Linked DNA regions of Mustela erminea: region 1 is linked to region 2. The links are chromatin contacts, called in public Hi-C maps. All regions are on one chromosome and are shown on one strand. The core of a region is the stretch at or near the end of the contact, and the rest is flanking DNA. Distances in the headings are between cores, read along the strand shown.

Region 1 (3,825 bases), core at 1,102-3,601, 200 kb before region 2:
AAAACCAGATTGTAGAGTTCCCATTCAGTAGGTCTAGGGTGGGACCCAGGAATCTGCATTTTTTAAGCAAGTTCCCTACTAGTACTGATGCTGCTGTTCCCTGGATCACACTTTGAGAACCACCACAGTAAGCCTCACTGGGGAAAGTTGAAGTAGATGGCCAGAAAGCAGAAGCTGGACATTGAGTTCCCTTGACATCATGTCCTTTAATGTGTACAAAGCTATGTATTCCTTTCACTCACTTGCCTATTATAGTTAAAGTGTGTAAATTTTTGAAAGGAGTATAAAGCAAGATAACCTGAGGCTTTATGTTCTAAGATTTCAATTAAAATATCTTATATATAAAAATATTAAACTAGGCACCAAATTAAATGGGGAGTATTTTACTCATGAATCTGATCATTAAATCAGATTAACCTATTTTGAGCTCTTGGATATAACTAAACAAGAATTTTTCAGTATTTTAAAGCTTAACAGATTTTTCAGGAGAATGGAGGTGTGAGTTAATTTTTTTTTTTTTTTTTTGAGGGAAATACGAAATCTGATGATGACCCCCCTGCTATTCCACCAAGACAGCCTCCTCCTCCAAAGGTAAAACCCAGAGTTCCTGCTCCTACTGGTACATTTGATGGACCTCTGCATAGTCCACCTCCACCACCGCCAAGAGATCCTCTTCCTGATACCCCTCCACCAGTTCCCCTTCGGCCTCCAGAACACTTCATAAACTGTCCGTTTAATCTTCAGCCACCTCCACTAGGACATCTTCACAGAGATCCAGACTGGTTCAGAGACGTTAGTACCTGTCCAAATTCGCCAAATACTCCTCCCAGCACACCCTCTCCGAGAGTACCACGTCGATGCTACATGCTCAGTTCTAGTCACAACAACCTTGCTCATCCTCAAGCTCCTCCTGTTCCACCAAGGCAGAATTCAAGCCCTCACCTACCAAAACTGCCACCAAAGACTTATAAACGGGAGCTTTCGCACCCTCCGTCATACAGACTGCCTTTGCTAGAAAATGCGGAAACTCCTCAATGACCTTAGCCATATGTAGTCATTGACACTGGAATGGTATTTGTAAAGGGTTTTTTTTAATTTATTCAAAAAGGTCATAGTATTTTAGTACTTTTTACAAATAATGCTCTTACAAAAATGCTACTGATCAAATAAGCTTTTAAATATTGGAAAAATAAAAATACAAAAGTCCTTTATCATTATCCTCAGGTGATCAGTAGCATTGCCTTGTCTTGGATCCTCAGTGCTGCCAAAAGGCCAGTATAAAGAATTTATATTTGCACTGTAGACTCTGCTAAAATACGGTTTAAAGTGACATTGATTGCACTGAAAGGGGATAGTGCATTTGTGGAATTTTTCAAATTTGGGTAATAGATGCCTTTTTAAGGCAATGAATTTACACAAATATAGGGGGTGTATGGTATTACTGATTTTTAAAACTCTTTGACCATCTTCAAGTTTTTACATTTAGGAGAATTGTGAAAAACACCCACTGTTCTTAAACTCTTTAATGCCATGTCTTAAATGCCAGAATTTGCTGCTGAAGACAAAAAACGGAAAATAGAATGAAAATAATAGAATGCACTGTAAATGTTTATTATTTTGTCAAAATGCATACAGACTACCTAACCAATCATAGAGGGAAAAAGGGCATGTATCTCATTCAGATGTGCCTTTTGTTTTTGCAGACTATGATGTCTTTAGCTCTAATGAGTTGCCTATTGTTTTGGAAAACAAAATTAATATGCCATGTATGTACAGTTTTGTTTATAATGTATATTTAAAAATAATGCTAATAGCCTATGTAAATTTAAGTGACTCCAGGCCTGTACTACAATCTGCTACTTTACTAATTCAGAAATTCAGAGGAAACTTTCTTATGGCCTAGGAACCAACTGCCTTGCCCTCAAAACCTAGCAACTTTCTCTATAAATCTCATGTAAACTAAAATTAAAAAAAAAATTTTTTTTTTTAGATTGGTAACATTTAAATCAGCAAACAAACATACTTAAAGCTTTATTAAACTTTTTATTCAGAGAAGTGAGTAAAAGTTTTATTTGCCATTTGGACTCCTGGGTTCAAAGTGATGAAAAAGCGTGTTTTGCTGATAGTGCTGTAGCAGCAGTTGTAAAGTAGCCAGAAGCCACCTTGTTTATTTACTGGTCTGTGGCCTTTTACTGTGCTTTGTATCAGAGTTCTTAACAAGATTAATAAATCACCCCAGTCTTAATTTTTAAAAGACTTTTAAATACGTGTTTTCATTATAAGGAACAAGTGGAGATATTCTTGAGTTCTGTGTAAATACATACAACCACATTATTTTCAATATTTGTGCAATTTATATAATCCCAAGGAATTTAAGTGATATAAATTTTATTAGGATAACTTTGTCTTAACTGTTAAAATGCAATCAGCAAGCTTCCAGCAACCATTTCTATGCATTCAGATGAAGAATTAGGAGCATGGTAGGAAACCCTTGATAAAAGAGGATTGTAGCCTCCCTGGTAGGACCTTGGAAGCTGCCTGGATTTAAGGCCAGTAACTACCGAGTAAAATTGGTCTCCAGGTAAAAACAGTCTTGAGTTTGCCTTTGTTTTTTAAAGAGGTGACAATATTAGCTTTGTTTGGAAGAGTGAAGTAAACTGCCCGATTGTAAAGCCAGGCTAAATTTAGAGGAGTGAGCCTGACCAACACCAAGAAGCGTGTGGCCTGGTGCTCCACCACGCCCAGGTAATGCTGCCTTCTCGGCCCTGTACTTTTGCGCATGCGCAATGGTGTCAACTTCGCCACTAGGAGGCGCCGGGCCCTCTTCAGGCCGGTCTTGGGGCGGTGCATGTGGCTGTGACGTCACTGCACGCGCCACATCTTGTTGCCCGGCAGCGATGGCGGCTTCTTTGGAGTCCGCGGAGGACCCACTGCGGAACTTTGTTCGAGTTTTGGAAAAGCGAGATGGCACGGTGTTACGACTGCAGCAGTATGGCTCCGGCGGCGTGGGCTGCGTTGTTTGGGACGCTGCCATTGTCCTTTCTAAGTACCTAGAAACCCCCGGGTTTTCCGGGGATGGGGCCCACGCTCTGAGCCGGCGGTCCGTGCTGGAGCTGGGCTCCGGCACTGGGGCCGTAGGGCTCATGGCTGCTACCCTCGGGTAAGAGCTGGTACAGGGGGGGCTGCTTTGTTCGGGAAATCCGGATTGCTGGTTTACCACGCTTGTGCCTACACTTCACGTTATTTTATAGGGCTGATGTTGTGGTCACAGATCTTGAGGAATTGCAGGACTTGCTGAAGATGAATATTAATATGAACAAGCATCTTGTCACTGGTTCTGTTCAAGCCAAGGTACTGAAATGGTTTGTATGGCCTTTCAGCTTGTTTTAAGATAACGATTCTATTTTGCTTTAAATTGCATTTCACTACAACCATAGTTAATACGAAGGGGACTTTCCAGAACTTGTTTATAAAACAGTGTTTTAAATTATTAAAGCAACAGTTAAATATTTTGGTTGATATTTTTAAGGGGGGAAGAAATAGAAGACTTTCCTTCTCCTCCAGACTATATACTGATGGCCGACTGCATATACTATGAAGAGGTGAGTATTCAGTGAGTGAAGTGTCTATCTTTAGAGTTTATACCATAATTTGTGGATTCCAGAGTGCACGCTTCTTCACATTTTAACATCTCTGAATGCAAGATATTTGTCCTGTAGTTGATGACACAATAAAGAACATAAAGGTTACCAGAACTATATACATATACTGGTGATAAACATATAGACCTATAAAATATGTTGACAGAAGTGTTATGTGCATTTT
Region 2 (3,721 bases), core at 1,177-3,676:
ATTTTTGCACCGAAAATATTTCACGAATTCTTTAACATTTGTTCTTAGACCCCACTTTAAATCACATCTGTCTCTAAGTGGGGCTTCATCTGTCCAGTTAAAAATTTATTAGGTAGTAAAAGGTGAGAACAGACAGGGACAGCTACCGTTCTGCCATATTTGCCCCACTGCCTTCCAATGAATTCTTGCTTAAGAGGAGTTCTTTTACTTCAGTTTACACATAGCCCTTATTGCTGGTAATTGAAGTACCCTAACCGATGTCTCATTCTTCAGGCCCCATTTCAAATGACACCTTCTCAAGGAGGCTTACCTGACTACTTTCTCTAAACTATGTCCCTCCCCCATTCCTGCCATTGTTGTTTTTCTCCCAGCACTTTGTTTCCTGCATGGCCCTTATCAGAGCATATGTATATACTGCTGGGCTTTTTTAAAAAAAGATTTCATTTATTTATTTGACAGAGATCACAAGTAGGCAGAGAGTCAGGCAGAAAGAGAGAGAGGAAGAAGCAGGTTCCCTGCCGAGCTGAGAGCCCAATGCAGGACTCGATTCCAGGACCCCAAGATCATGACCTGAGCTGAAGGTAGAGGCCTAACCCACTGAGCCACCCAGGCACCCTATACTGCTGTGTTTTTTGTCTCCCCCAAATGTCTTTTTTCATCACCACCACATCTTTATCATCTAGCACAGAGCCTATCATTGGATAGGCAAGAAAAAAAAATCTGGTGGTAAATGAATAAAACAGTGGTCAAGGATGACTGAGAGAGCTCTGAAATGACAAACTAAATAATTATATTAGTAAAGAGTGAGAATATAGGAAATTGAGTGGGCAAGTTTAGAGGTAAGGATCAGAAGATGGTTAGGTTTGCTTGTACAAGTTGAATTTGAAGTTTTGAATGATTTTAAGATGATATCCAGTAGCCTGATAAAACTATGGCTTTCCAGAGCTTCAGACTGGAGCTATAGAATTGAAAGCCCTGAGAGATGATGAGATCACTTGTGAAAAGTATAGCAAGAAAATAAAGGTTTAGAAGGTTTAGAGTTGGCAGAGGAAAAACTGGCAAAGCTTGGGAGGACCTATCAGAGGCTGTCAGCAAGAACCAGCGAAAATAAAATTTCAAGGAGGAGGTGGTGGTCACAAATAATACAGATGGGGGGTGATAATTTATCATAAGGGGTGCCTGGGTGATTCAGTGGGTTAAAGCCTCTGCCTTTGGCTCAGGTCATAATCCCAGGGTCCTGGGATTGAGCCCCGCATCAGGCTCTCTGCTCATTGGGGAGCCTCCTTCCTCCTCTCTCTCTCTCTCTGCCTGCCTCTCTGCCTACTTGTGATCTCTGTCTGCCAAATAAAAAAATGAAATCTTTTTAAAAAATTATGTCACGTAAGTCTTAATGGGTCCCTAGATCTGCCAGTTAGGAGCGTAGGTTTGAGAACCTTAGTAGAATAGTTTCAGTGGGTCAGTGGACTGTGGACTGAAGATAGAATGTTAGGAGCTGAATGTAGTAATTGTAGAACAACTTTTCAAAAAGTGCAGCCATTAAAACAACACACATTTCATTTGGAAAAAGCAGCAAAGTCAAAGGAGAGTTCTTAAGATGAAAGAAAACTCAGCATCTCTTTAAACAAGTGAAAGAGATAGGATGAGTATGGAAATGACTGAGAAATTTTTACCTACTGGATTTGAGGTAGGAAGCTACAACAGAGTTGTACATTCTTGAAGATGTAAACACAGATTTGGAGGAGGGAGTAACAAGGACTTGATAAAGTTTTCTGATGGCCTTAATTTATCTATGAAAGTGGGAGTCAAGTTCTGTGATAAAATGAAGGTGGACGGGAAAGTTTGGATGGACTATTCTAGGAGAAAAGAGGAATGGGAAAGATTGTGACAGGGCAAATAAAAGGTCTGGTGGTTGCAGATCCACTATGGTTGGAAATCCTTTTTTCCTTCTTCCTCCTACCCCTTCCTAACTCAAACTTGGTCCAAAAAGGACTCCAGGCTGACAAATCCTAATCCTTGAGCTCGTCTACCCAGATAGACCTTTCTCCTACAATAGCCGGCAATGAACATGCGGGGGCTACGAAAGCAGACTATTCACTTAAACTCCCTTCATTTCAGTAATGAAAAGTGAGTGGGCCTCCGACATTTTTGCAGACCCCCCAGCCCCCTTGCTACGACAGGTTATACTTTGTACAGCTGTACGGCAAAGGGACCGGCTTGCTATGGACAATGAGACTTTTAGTGACAGATGGTTCCCTCGTAAGTAACTTCCCCCCAAAGTTGCAGGATGTGCGAAAGACTGGTTTAAGTACAAGAACACCGTGCTCGCAGCCAAACAGTCAGAGCCGAGGCCGGAACAGTGAAAGCGGCTTCACCCGCTCAGGGAGCAGTAGAGCCCGACCGCAAACCATCCCTGATGACGTCACACGGTCTCGGCTTCCGGCCCGCCTCATACTGGGCCTTCCCACTTTCGCGACAGCCGCAGCCCCGCCTTTGCTCCACCTCCAGGTAACGTCATCACACCACAGCTTCTAGTATCTCCTTTGCAAGCTTTCTGAGCGCCGGGCGCGGTGGCGCGCGCCTGTAGTCCCAGCTACTCGGGAGGCTGAGGCAGGAGGATCGCTTGAGCCCAGGAGTTCTGGGCTGTAGTGCGCTATGCCGATCGGGTGTCCGCACTAAGTTCGGCATCAATATGGTGACCTCCCGGGAGCGGGGGACCACCAGGTTGCCTAAGGAGGGGTGAACCGGCCCAGGTCGGAAACGGAGCAGGTCAAAACTCCCGTGCTGATCAGTAGTGGGATCGCGCCTGTGAATAGCCACTGCACTCCAGCCTGGGCAACATAGCGAGACCCCGTCTCTTTTGCCTCCTCTCTCCAGAAGTAGTCCCTACCTCCTAAAATAAACAGTAGGAGTTTGCCCCATTTATTTATGCATTTGGGAGTCTATAATCTGTATGTTAAAAATAAGTAAGATGTAACTGGTCTCTATTACTGGCTCCCTCTCCTCACTATTTGACGCTTGTCTTCCTATTTTCCGTCTCCCTTAGGGTCCAAGCTACCGGGTAACTTCGGATATTCGGCGGTCCAGAGCCGCCTCATCGCTGACCCCTACCGGACCATCGCCAAAAGTTCTTGGCGAAGGGCTGCTATCACCCTCGCAGCCAACAGGGGCTGCTCGTTTACTCGCCGCCCGTTGGAGAAGATCGCCTCGCGACAACACTACCAAAAATGCGTCCCGGTTCCCACGTTCTCCCGGCTGCGGTCCATCCAGCTTGCTGCTCTGTTACCACTGTTTCCCCGGACCTTGCCTCCCCACCTCCACCCACGGAATGTTACTTTCTTTCACCGCTGTTAACTCAAGGTTTTTGCTTTTCAAATGTTGCAGACGAAAGATCTGGCAAATCAGCAGTCTTTCCCCCCATGAATCCTTAAGCTCTGTCTGTCAACGGGTAGGAGTGAGCTTCCGACTGGGTGCCCGGCTACTCCCTCCTTGTAATGAGGAAAAAAATAAAAAAAATGAAGAGGCGCCCACACGCCTTTGTGAGAGCAGAGGTGAAGGGCCAGCATGGCAGAACGCCTCGCCCGGTCTCCCCCTTGATTTTTGGATTGCCGACAGCCGACGTTAGGGACGGAATTGAAGCGCAGGGAACCTGGAGCACCCTGTGCGCGGCTGAGTCTTGAACCCACTGTTGCAGAGAGCAAAACCTCAGCGCCCTGCTCCGAGC

What was found. Hi-C and Micro-C count contacts between places; a contact is called where the count stands out from the background.
Region 1: a Hi-C map of fibroblasts shows a contact between it and region 2, with 6 times the contacts expected there. The contact joins the promoter of VCPKMT here to the enhancer-like site in region 2. A contact is called at or near these places in 3 of 3 Hi-C or Micro-C datasets (fibroblasts, skeletal muscle and spleen).

Annotation. Positions count from the first base shown.
Region 1 is chr5:99,078,837-99,082,661 of mMusErm1.Pri, reverse strand. VCPKMT (protein-lysine methyltransferase METTL21D) reads left to right here and starts at 2,351. Exons shown (of 8, transcript XR_004285976.1): 1 at 2,351-3,160; 2 at 3,252-3,362; 3 at 3,530-3,602. It overlaps SOS2 (son of sevenless homolog 2), which reads left to right. Exons shown (of 22, transcript XM_032344177.1): 22 at 529-2,254. The coding sequence ends at 1,038.
Region 2 is chr5:98,874,211-98,877,931 of mMusErm1.Pri, reverse strand. It overlaps LOC116590212, which reads right to left. Exons shown (of 4, transcript XM_032341819.1): 3 at 3,064-3,271; 4 at 2,515-2,883. The coding sequence ends at 2,515. Among named protein-coding and RNA genes, the nearest start is that of NEMF, 12 kb to the right of the region's middle. Within about 2 kb of position 2,426, the one cell type or tissue checked has open chromatin away from gene starts, as enhancers often do. A contact at or near this core is called in fibroblasts, where this site is marked.